Linked DNA regions of Ctenopharyngodon idella: region 2 is linked to region 1. A link is a contact called in public Hi-C data. All regions are on one chromosome and are shown on one strand. The core of a region is the stretch at or near the end of the contact, and the rest is flanking DNA. Distances in the headings are between cores, read along the strand shown. Region 1 holds the start of pacsin3 (protein kinase C and casein kinase substrate in neurons 3). Region 2 holds the start of zgc:153993.

Evidence for each region. A called contact is a pair of places that touch in the nucleus more often than the background predicts.
Region 2: a contact with region 1 is called in a Hi-C map of muscle, with 7 times the contacts expected there. The contact joins the promoter of zgc:153993 here to the promoter of pacsin3 in region 1. A contact is called at or near these places in 2 of 2 Hi-C or Micro-C datasets (both in muscle).

The regions. Positions count from the first base shown.
Region 1 is chr7:44,417,407-44,423,600 of HZGC01, forward strand. pacsin3 (protein kinase C and casein kinase substrate in neurons 3) reads left to right here and starts at 2,377. Exons shown (of 11, transcript XM_051901693.1): 1 at 2,377-2,537; 2 at 2,650-2,771.
Region 2 is chr7:44,547,226-44,553,419 of HZGC01, forward strand. zgc:153993 reads left to right here and starts at 3,364. Exons shown (of 7, transcript XM_051901695.1): 1 at 3,364-3,747. The coding sequence starts at 3,681.

The sequences.
Region 1 (6,194 bases), core at 1,127-3,626:
TTATGTTGTGTGTAGCACCTCCTGGTGGATAAATAAATATTAAGAAATGGTACATATGAATAAACAATTCAACATATTTATTTAATGAGATTTAAAACATACCTATTTCAAATTCTGAAATTTAATTAATGCATATAATTTGGTTATTTTTACATCTGTTTATATGTGATTTATGCTATATTGATTTTACTAAACTGTACTAAACTTTTTTATTATTCGAACACTTTATTTTCATTCAGTACTATATCTTTCAATTGCTAATTAATTGTGGACACGTTTTTGTTCTGCAAATGGCAGGTCAGGTTTTCATGTGTATTAAACGTTATAGATTTATTACATAATTAATTGCAAATATAGGGCTACGTTTTAATTACTAATCACAATATTTATTGGCCAAAAACTATGTTTTTATATATTTGCATGTTACATTTTTTGCAGTTTCATGTATTTTGTTTCATGTTTTATATGAGATTTAATATTGAAATTGTTCTGAAAATTAATAGGCTGTTAATAGCAGGTTCTGTTGTGCCAAATTACCCCCATATGTGACAACATGCCCCCACTGTGTGTGTGTGTGTGTGTGTGTGTGTGTGTGTGTGTGTGTGTATAATTGCAATTAGTTATTATAACTTAAAATTTAGCGTTTTTTTTGTTGTTGAGATAACTCAAATATATATATATATATATATATATATATATATATATATATCCAAATTGACTAAAATTAAAATTTTAAGGCAGAGCAAACACTTACTTTTTAACTTGAAACAACACAATTTTAAAGACCCCCTGTAGTCAATAATTTTATCCCTTAAAACTCATCTTTGATCACCAAAGTGACATATTTAAAAATTTTTCCTGTGACAAAAAAAATTCTTCATGCCTTAAAATAGCCTGAATGTAACTACACCCTTGCTTTATTTAATATACACGGATCTATGAATATGCTAATTAGCCCCGCCTCCACTCACTCGCACGAGCTCAGAGATCCACTCAGTTTACTACTGAGGTAAACGCTGCATAACAGTATCATCAGTGGAGAAAGGCATATAGTTCACGATAACATCGTAATATACATCATACACCCGCTACATTGCTAAATCTACCCGATTTTTCATATCAACAGAAAAATATACCGGGATATATTCTCTTGAGACTCCCCTGCTTCAGAGCGGTCATGGTTAATGATATGCTAAAGCACGTTGACATGATTGGTTACAAGGTAGTTTGTGATGTCACAAACACCAGTGATTTCAATCGCTGCAGTTTTAAAGAGAAAATACTCAGCAATGGTCAATCGAACCAATGCGTCTCGATCCAATGCGTCTCGATCGCCTCCAGGTGGCTGGAAGCAGTATAGGTCATAAACCCCGCCCTCTCCATGAAATGTAATGGGACGCGAGACAAACTAAACAATCAATTTACACTTTAAACATTTTTTTTTCCAAAGACGGTTTCTGTCATTTTAGGCAGTTTTTTTTTTCACCCTGGTGTTAATTCAAGTGTTCGTTCTTTAAATAAGTTTGTTTTTAGTTAGGTATTTGATGCTATAAAACGGGGGTAAGAGTAAGACGTCATGATTGACAGCTTCTCTGTGTGAAGTAGTCACCGAGGCACCAACGGACTTTTTTATGGATCTTCGCGAGGTAACTTTAATTTCTACATTTCCATAACTGTTTATTTCACACCGAAATAATGAGTTGTTTTGAGTTTGGGCGGGACCTTGATATCGCGGCTCCACTTCGTGCTCACTACTGCGCAGACTCGGGCTCCAAATTCATTATGCGCAGACTCGAGACTCAAGATGTCAGCGCCATATTGGCACACTGGCGGCTTCAGTTACTACAATGGAAGAGAGTGAAGGTGCGTCGTCCATATTTTTTTACAGTCTATGATTTGAACATGGTTTGTCTTAAAGCGCATAAAAAACACCACATAGACAGTGCTTCTTAATGGACTGTACAGGGCAATAGTTTTTTCAATAGCTTTTAGACTATAGAGCTTCTGTTTAATAATATAACTTGAAGAGACGATGGTTCTAACCATAGCCGTTAAATATGAATAAATATGTTTTTCAACGGCTCTGGTTCTAACCGTCTTCAGTTAGTTCTGATGATAAATGACAGCGAAACAAGAGAATATCCTCTTCTCAGTCTACAGAGGGCGCTGTTGCTCTTATTATTACTGTATAGTGATTGTAAAACTCTCAATTATTATTTTTTTATCTTTAGTACTTTAAGAATCGCATTGTTTTGTAATATTTACTCAGCTCAGAAAATGCAAGTATATAAAACCCCACGAGTGCAAATACTAAAATATTCCGCCGTTTGCTCTACTTTGAACCTGAAAGGGTTAACCCGTGTAATTGGATCAATGGGCATAATGCGGAGCCCCAGCATCTAATTTCATCCATGAAGACTCCTCATACACGCCTGCTGCTGCTACTGCTGGAATAAATGTTAAGAGTTAATGTTGACGATGAGCCTGTTTTCTAAAAACGACCTGTTGGAAGTGTTTCTCCATGATCCTGCCTCTTGGTAAATGTTTATGGGAGATATTATTTCGCCGCTTGGTTGCCATGGCAGAAAGGGAAGGTGTCTGAGTGGTGTCAACTTTATTCACATGGCGCTTTTCTCGCTCTGAACGCAGTCTGCATGTAAATGTGCTGGAGATAAACAGCTTCACATCGCATTGAGGAACTCCGGGAGAGTTTGACGACGTGGGACATCGAGTGCATAACTGTTTTCGCCTGGATAAGATCAAAACAACGAGTAAGTGGATTTCGATATTTGACTAGGTTACTGTGTGTGTTTCTCTATGGCGATTAATGGGACACATCTTTGTCTGAACTATGTCTGTGAAGGGTTTAATTTGTCCAGGTCATTGTACAATAAAGAGATGAACAAGTCAGCGACAAGTTTTGTAACGTATTTATCTAACGGAAAATGCGTAAGCCTGTTCGAAGTTCGTCCAACATCCGTTTCCTTTGACACTGAAGTCACACAAATGCCTTGAAATTTGATGAGGCTTCACCCTTTGCTATTAGAAGAAAGGGCTAATGTCTGCAGACTGCTGATATTACCTGTATTGTAATTAAAATATGGGCACATTGGGCCTGTTGATTTTTAAAAAATTAACTCTTAAAATACAGTTTTCATTAGTTTAATTTCTCTATTAACAGTGTCCAGACTGTTAGTAGACAGGAGAAGCTAGTACTTTATATATTTATAAATATTATTTTCACTTTTTCTTTTTTCTTTTTTTTTAACATAATGTGTGTATTTTATTAAACATGCTCTTCACTCTCTCTTAATAAAATGTATACTCGCTTTAAAAAACGTTGTTGGGTTAGAAAATTGTTTGTGTGGGAAATAATGGGGCATTTTCACGATAAATATTGACTTTTTACTAATTGTTTAGATCATCATACTGTAGTTTTTAATTGATACATAATTTTAAAAAGTCTGGGGCAAGGTTAAAATGCTGAATTGACAAGAAGCGAAATAAATGAAGGTATGAAAACAAAGTTTCCATGTGACCTTCATATAACAAAAAGCTGAAATTGTTAGATTTAATAAAAATCAACCCATGGGACATAAAAATGGGACTTCAAAAGCTAAAGAGACACCCAAATACAATTACAAATCTGAATATATATATAGTCATTTATTTTAAATATAAACTGGGATTTGAAGCACTGTTTGTGCTGGCAGTGTCAACCAGGATCAAGGTTCAGTAGAAATCATTTGTTTTGTCTTCTCACACCAGATTGCAGATGAATGGGGAATGGCCTGTTAGAATATTTTTCTAGAGCTGCGTGTATAAAATACAGTATTTTAGCAATTCAGCTACGTCTCCTTTTGAAACAAATCCTCATTTTAGTTCATACTCTATCAGTATGTTATAGACCTTAATGGTTAGTTAGACTACTAGAGCAAAGGAATGATCATGGCGCAAGTTGCTTTGGATAAAAAGTATCTGCAAAATGTCAAAGTGCAGTAAGAGTTAAATCAGAGATTAGACTGAGTTTAGTTACTGTGCTGTTTTGAATCAGGGCCAAGGGCTTCGTGCTCTTTAGTAATTAGGGTTTCAACGCTTTTAAGCGAAGAGAGTTGAATTGCAGATCCGTGAGCGCTCTAGTGATCCAATTCCGTTTTCTTTGTTGTTTTCCCATGAATTCTTATGCTTAGATATTTTTATGTTGTGTTTTATTGCTTAATTCAATCATGGGAACCCTTCATCGATCTTAAAGGAATAGTTCACCAGAAAATGAAAATTATCCCATGATTTCACCCTCAAAGCCATCCTAGGTGTATATGACTTTCTTCTTTCAGCCAAACACAATCAGAGTTATATTAAAGTCCCCCTGTGGTGAAAATCAAGTTTTTATATGTCTACGTGGTGTTTTTAATATACTTTAAGACAAGCCATGTGCAAATTCATAAGTCAACAAGATTGCGGAGTATTTTTTCCTTAAAACTGCAGTGAAAAACAGACATACTCAAACTCGCTGGTGTTTCTTACGTCACAAACTACCTTGTAACCAATCACATCAATGTACCGGCAGGCTTTAGCATATCATTCATTACTATGCTGCGAAGTAGGGGAGTCTCAAGAGAAGCCAGGTTATCTTGGTATATTTTTCTGTTGATATGAAAAATCGGGTACATTTAGCAATATAGCAGGTGAATTATGTATGATGTATGTTATGATGTTATGATGAACTATATGCCTTTCTCCACTGACATTCTGAGTTGTTTAAAGCATATTGATTTTCAGAAGGCAGCTGTCTGACTCTGATGTGGCGAACAGGAATATGGTTTGTGTAACGTTAGCAACACATTATTAGCTGTTTGGTAACGTAGTCAAGCAAAAGGCTATCATCATATCATATCATATTAATTACCATTATGTGTCTGACGTTATAGAGAGATCTTCCTCTTCTTCTGAATCAGTTTCTGGTTCAAACATATATGGCTGAATTAAACCAGTATTTCCACTTGCCATTGTGTATCGTTTACTACAGTTGTGGATCAGGTATTCTGAGCTGGTGTGAGTGAGTGGAGGCGGGGCTAATTTGCGTATTCATGGGTCCGCGTATACTAAATGAAGCAAGGGTGTAGAGTTACATTCAAGCTATTTTAAGTCACGAATACATTTTTTTTTTTTCCACAGGAAAAAATGTTTGAATATGTCCTTTTGGTGATCAAAGATGACTTATTATTGAAATTATTGACTACAGGGGGACTTTAAAGGGTTAGTTCACCCAAAAATGAAAATGATGTCATTTATTACTACACCCCTAAGACCTTCGTTCATCTTCGGAACACAAATTAAGATATTTTTGATGAAATCCAATAGCTCAGTGAGGCCTTTATTGAGAGCAAAGTCACGAACCTCTCAAGATCGATAAAGGTACTAAAAACATATTTAAAACAGTTCATGTGAGTACAGTGAATGTTACAGTGCCTTAATGTTATGAAGCGACGAGAATTCTTTTTGTGCCCCCAAAAAAACAAAATAACGACTTTTCAACAATATCTAGTGATGGCCGATTTCAAAACACTGCTTCATGAAGCTTCAGAGCTTTACAAATCTTTTGTTTCGAATCAGTTATTCGGATCGTGTATCAAACTGCTGAAATCACGTGACTTTTGTGCTCCGAACCACTGATTCGAACAAAAGATTCATAAAGCTTTCAAAGCCGTGTTTTGAAATCAGCCATCACACAAAGGTCTTACGGGAACGACATGAGGGTGAGTAACTAATAAATGACATTGTTTTTATTTTTGGGTGAACTAACCCTTTAAATAATATCCTGGCTCTTTCCAGCTTAGAAATGGCATTGAACAGTGTTCAAGATTTTGAAGCCCAAAAAAGTGCATCCATCCATCTTAACAGTAATCCATAAGACTCCAGTGGGTTAATAAAGGCCTTCTGAAGTGAAGGGTTTTTGTAAGAGAAATATTAATATTTAAAACTTTATAACTATAAACTAGTATAATCACTGGCTTCCGGCAATGGCTGTACACACGTTCACGAGAGAGTCGAGATCCAGCAGAAGGGTGACCTCTGACCCGACATAACTCAAGCTCCTCTTTTCTTATATCGAAATCCTCTGACATTTTTATTTAAAACTTCTCATTTTAGACCTTTAATTCGTGACTGGCATTTTGTTTGGATCTGTCTACGCT
Region 2 (6,194 bases), core at 2,114-4,613, 130 kb after region 1:
ATTCAGTCATTTTGTCTTGTGGACTGATGTAAACATCTGTTATGTGAAATAAGCTTATTCAGGACAGTATTAAATAAAAATAACGTGCAATTTTTATGATCCCTCTTATTTTGTTAAAATTATTAAAATGTTGTATATTCTGCAAGGGGTATGAAACTTACGAGCAGAACTGTAGCCTAGCTTAGGATGCTTTTGCAGTGTCATAGTCAGAGAATCACCAATTGCTGTTTACGTTTAATTGCCCGTCACAATTTATATTAATGTTTAAATGAAATAAATGGTACTAAAATTCAAAGTAATCACTTTGGTAATCTAAAATACTTTTCGGATGTAACTGTAATTTGATTACCACCCATTTAAAATTTAACTGTAATGAAATACAGTTAATCAAATTTTGTATTTTAAATACGTAACTAAGTTACATGTATTTCGTTACTCCCCAACCCTGCGCAGGATGTAGGAGTATCGTAAGCTTAGACGCCTCTCTCGGTTTAAACAAATAGGGCTGTGCAACAAACTCAAGCTATTCTTCTCAAATATTGATATCCTCCGACATTTCTCTTTAAAAATTCTCGTTTTAGACTTCTAATTCATGACCAGTTGTTAGGTCCCAGTGAATGCTGGACCTGTGTTTTTTTCTTTTGTTGTGTTTGGTTTGCAGGTATGGCGTTTGTGGGGGGGTGTTTTTTTCACCTGAGGCTCATTATTGGGGCTATAAGAATTACAGCGCTGTGGATTGCCTGGGACGCATTACGATGTGACTGCACTTGACCGGGCGGCTGACTTCTATTGTTTGTTTTTTTTGTTGATCATATTTATTTGTGTTAGCATCCATTCAGACCTTGAGCTTACAGTCCTCTTCCATGGAGCGCTTTCACTACTGACGACCACATACTGACTACTGACTGTTTGAATATTTTTGTTAAATATGTTATTTTGTTGAATAAATCATCTCTTTCTCTACTTGCCCGTCCGTGTTGCCTCTCATTCAGGTTACAACTGTGAGCCGGTGTTTTGTTTTTCTCTATTCTCTGTGCTTCAGCGTTCGTAATTACGTCATGCGACGGGTCAGAGGTCACTCTTCCGCCGCAAATCGATGGGCACGGCATTCTGCTGGTAGCTAGTTATTATATTTAATAAAGTTTTAAATATAAATATTTTTCTTACAAAAACCCATCGCTTTGCTTCAGAAGGCCTTTATTAACCCCCTGGAGCCGTATGGAGTACTTTTATGATGGATGGATGCACTTTTTTTTTGGCTTCAAAATGTGACTACCATTATAAAGCTTGGAAGAGCCAGGATATTTTTTAAATAAAGTTCGTCTGAAAGAAGATAGTCATATACACTTAGGATGGCTTGAGGATGAGTAAATTATGGGATAATTTTCATTTTTGGGTGAACTAACCCTTTAACTGCTGTTTTCTCACCTCATTTTTGTTGTGTGTTTATTTTGTTATTGAGACGAAAGCACGCAGCACATATTTACACATTCATCTAAACATCGCTCACAGGAGTGTGGGTGGTGTCTGGATGTTCACTAACAGTACACCGCTGCAAAGATATTTCAAACTTCTTTTTATCTCTAAATGAAGAGCGAAAAATAACTTTGATGCGAGTGTATCGAGTGCAATCATCTGCTGTTTCTCCGAGCGCCCGTGTTTCGTTCCTAAATGAATCAGTGTTTTTGAGTGAATTGTTTGAATGAATGTCAATGAAAAAGCGCAACAATGTGATTTGCAGAAAGAGTCTGAAATATCCCCAGCACTAAGCCTAAAGTATACAGTTTTGACATGTACTCTACTTGCATCAAAACGGAAGTATAAGTGGGCTTAATGTACAGACAGTCTTCCTGGAACACGGACAATTGGAGTAATAAAAACAGTGAAAGGTCTCATGTTGCACTGTAATAAGTCTATAAAATAAAAATCAATATCAATAAAACATATTAGGAAATAATATACGAGATATAACACCGAATGCATTTTAAATAAGCATATATAGTCGCTTTTCATTCTCTTTTGTCTACCAGACAGAGCCAGCCCATCTTCCGTGAATTGTTCGAGGGCACTATGAACATTTTCATGGTGTATTTCAGTGTAATCACTTTCAAGTTTGGGAGTCAAAAAAGTAGATGCAGACATCTGACATTTACAGGTCACTACAGTGTCTGCACTAAACCCATATTTTACATGATTGCCATATAACTAGACTAGAATAAGGACATATTAAATGTTACAAATAAAAAACATGAGATATATATAATTGCATGTGGCAAAGTGATGCTCACTGAAAAACAGCATGTACAAGTTGTGGGAAGGGTGGATTTTTTTCCTTCAGCAGTATCGTCTTTCTTTTGTGTGGTAATCTAGCGGTTAGACACACCTATCCAGGCCTCTACTTTAAGCTGAGTGCATTGGCTAATTCTGCGGCCTATCTGCTAATGAATCTAGTCTAGTGGGCTGGGTTGGTTTTGTTCAAAAAGGAGCTGGAAGTTTATTATATGAGAGCGCTGGTCTTGAAGAAATTGTCATGACAGTAAGGTGACTACTGTCTCACTTTTTGTAATGTAAGTGGGAACTGGCTCTTACAAATAAACACATGCAATTTGGCAACATTACATGTGTATATTTTTGTAATCAACCAAAACAGTCTTCTCTATCCCCTTGCTCAGATTGCTAAATGCTATATTTTAGGAAACTGGTGCTAATGCTCGCCGTAACCCTGGTTCCCAGTCTGATAGCGACATCTTGTGGTGAACACTATACGTTACAGTCTATAGACTAATGGCAGATCGCATATTAAAAACAATCGCTGTGTTTTAGAAGAGGTATTTAGAAGAGTATTATAATACAGCATTTATATGTAGGCCTAATATTTACCTATAAAGATGAATCTCAAACCAAATATAAATAAATACTCACTTCTTGTGTTAACCTATGCATAAAAAAATGCAATACAAAGCACACTATTTATACATTTTTAACATATCCTACTCTTATTCACATTCCCTTCCATAATTGTATAGAATATTTTTCATATACAAATTTTGTGTAGTATATTGTGTGCACGTTATTTGTCTTGTAGGCTATGTGTATATTGTCTTATAATTTATCTTTGTAATTTTATTATCTTTATTTCGATTTTGATTCTGTGTACTGAAGCTTCAACAAGACATTCCATATCATTCTAATTCTAATAAAATTACACTAGGCCTTTTTATTTTCTGTGGGCTTGTTCTGTACTATATTCTAAACCGAGAAAATACAACTTACAAAATGACAAATTACCAGCTTGGTGTGTAGCACAATTAATACAACGGGAAGATGAATGTTTGTGGTTTATTTTTGGCACAACGAATCAGCTCTTGTTAGCGCAGCTCGCGCCTGCCGCATCCATTTCCGCATTATTTCCTCAGCTTTTTTTTTTTTTTAAAGCGACTTTATGGATTGGTGGAACTCTTCTTAAAAACACTCGACTACTTTTTAACTTGTATATCATGTTTTATCATTCTAATGGTGCTCCTGAAGAAGACATATAACCACAAGCGTCGATAACGTGACTAGATTATGTTGTGTTTTGTTGGAAACTGTGAATTTAGCGGATTCAGATATTGTTAGGCTGGTCCGGCTAGTTAGCAAGCTATCACTTGAGCCGGGCGGTGTTTGCGCTGAATAAAACCATGGCAGATGCCAACAATGGAGAGAGGACAGACGAAAACGAGTTGAAGGGGGCAACAGGTGGTGAAGGTAAGATGAGGTACAACTTTTAAACGAATTAGAGTGACTTCTGTGAACTAGCCAACCATTTCCAGTCTTTGCGCTCGACGTGACGTCACATTGCCCTTCGACAGTGACTTAAGACTCTCCTTTCATATGAAAATCATCATACTAAACTGAACGAATATTACGTTGATTATATATTGGAGATTTTCAGTTAAATGGGTTTATTGTATTTCGTGTTTAGCGTTATAATCCTCGTCTAACGTTTCGTTTCAATTATTATGGAACTTCTTTTTTTATTTTATTTTTATTACCAGTGAGATTATGAGCAGCAAACAGACAATTATCGCTTGTATATCAAAATATAAAACAATTTGTTTTATGGACCTTCCTCTGATGTCATACTGAATTGTCTGACGTATGTCGGGGCGTGTTGGGGTTTTTCTGGCCTGTCAAAAATAGCGGTGACTCGAATGTTTTCAGTCTACTTACTTTTGAATTTGTTCAGTGACTCTCCTTTTTTTTTTTTTTTTTTTTTTTTTACACCATTAAGCATGTAGATGGCGACAAACAAGCAATCTCATTTTGTGTTTTGAATCAATCTTTGGGGGTTGTGTATACACATTCCTGCCTATAACACATTCCTGGAGCCTCCCCAACACTGCGTGTTTTCCAAGTCTCCTAACACACCTGATTCAGGTCATCCGCTTATTAGTCGAGAGACTCCAAGACCTGAAATGAGTGTGTCAGACAAAGGAGACATGCAAAAATGTGCAGTGCTGGGGAGGCTCCGGGAATGTATTTGGGAACCCCTGGTCTACTACCAATAGTAAAAGAATCAGAATGAACTGTTAAGTAATTAACTATTTACAAAAATATATATTTTTATGGTTCTTTTATTTATTTTTTGGTTCTCAACCTGGGGCCTCAGCAAACATCCAAGATTACTTAGATGCTTTACACAAATACAAGACAAAACAAGCATTAAACTAATCTAAAACTACTCAAAATCATGATATTTCTCATTTTAATCCACCTCCAAACAATTTTTTTTTCTATTAAAAAAAAAAACAAAAAAAAACCAACAGGATTTCCACTGTCTAGAAAAAAAGCCTAAAAATAAAAACTTTATTGGGCACTTTATTTAAAAAACATATCTAGCTATGTTAAGCTTTAAAATATTTTATCTGGTAGAAACGGAATAAAAAGTATTTTTAAAAAGTCGTCCGTAATCCTTATCCATTAAATCATGAATGACTGGAAATGTCACCTTTGAATGTTGTTGTGGACTTTTTGGTGTCAAAAAGGTTGAGAACCACTGGTCTGATATGTTCTTGTCTCGTCGCATTAGTTATGAATTACATAAATTATGTAAATGATAGCCTATATTTTCAATTTAAAAATCGTGTGTTTTGCATCACTGGATATTTCTGCCAGTTGTTTAACATTTCTGTTGTAAAACAGTTCTCAAATATTAAATGTTTATCTTGCCTCACACTCTTTCACCGTTAAAACTGAAGCGTCACATTGGAATTCATGGTCGGCAAGACCACTCCGAACGCGTGTTAGAAATCAGTAATGTTGAGAGAACATTGTGCTTGGTACGTTTTTCATCTTCAATCCAAACTTGGGTCTTCAGCAGACAAAGTTTAAATCCCGTCTGGCCAGAGCGCTTCCCATAATGTTTATGCATTAGATCAGTACAGTAGGTAGTCTTTTGCGGCTGTTCGAACGACCACATGAGCGTTTACACTACGAAAGCAATCCGGTCAAATGCGTTTTCGACTACCTCTGGAAGTGGTTGAAAGTGAACTAGTTCAAAACGTTTTAGACCCCGTTTAGACCTGTATTTAACGTCATCTACTTGTGATCCGATCGACCAAAAGGTGTAAACAGGGCCTAAGAAATTCTAGAAAGACTGTTGAGGCATCATAAGCATTCTACCCACAAAGCAGATCTTATCAAATATTCATGAAAAGGTGGCATTCCTTCACTTGGTCCAACCAATCAAATGCTCCTTCACATCTCATACTCGAATGCTATTCTCGAATGCTATAGAACGCATGCTTGAATGTTTTTAGACCAGGGCGTAGTCTCAACATTAAAGGTGAATGATGCAACATAACGCCAGCAGGGGTCACTCATACTTCATTATATAAATATTAAACAATTACTTTTGCTAAAATACTCAATACATGGAACTGCAGTGGCGCAGCAGTACTAATGTAAGGAGGTCACAGGTGTATGTTTGTAGAGTAATTTACAACAGCTTCGAACGCGGCTCAACCAATCAGAATCAAGGACCTGAACGATTGGATTTATAATGGGTCTTTAGACATGAAACTATAAAAATACATCTAACAATACAGTAATATACTGTAGTTGAATCTATAGTGCAGTACTATAGTAAATTGGTGGAAGACTGGTCATATTTTGGGGTCTGTGGCATCTAAGATTGAAAACCCCTATTTTAA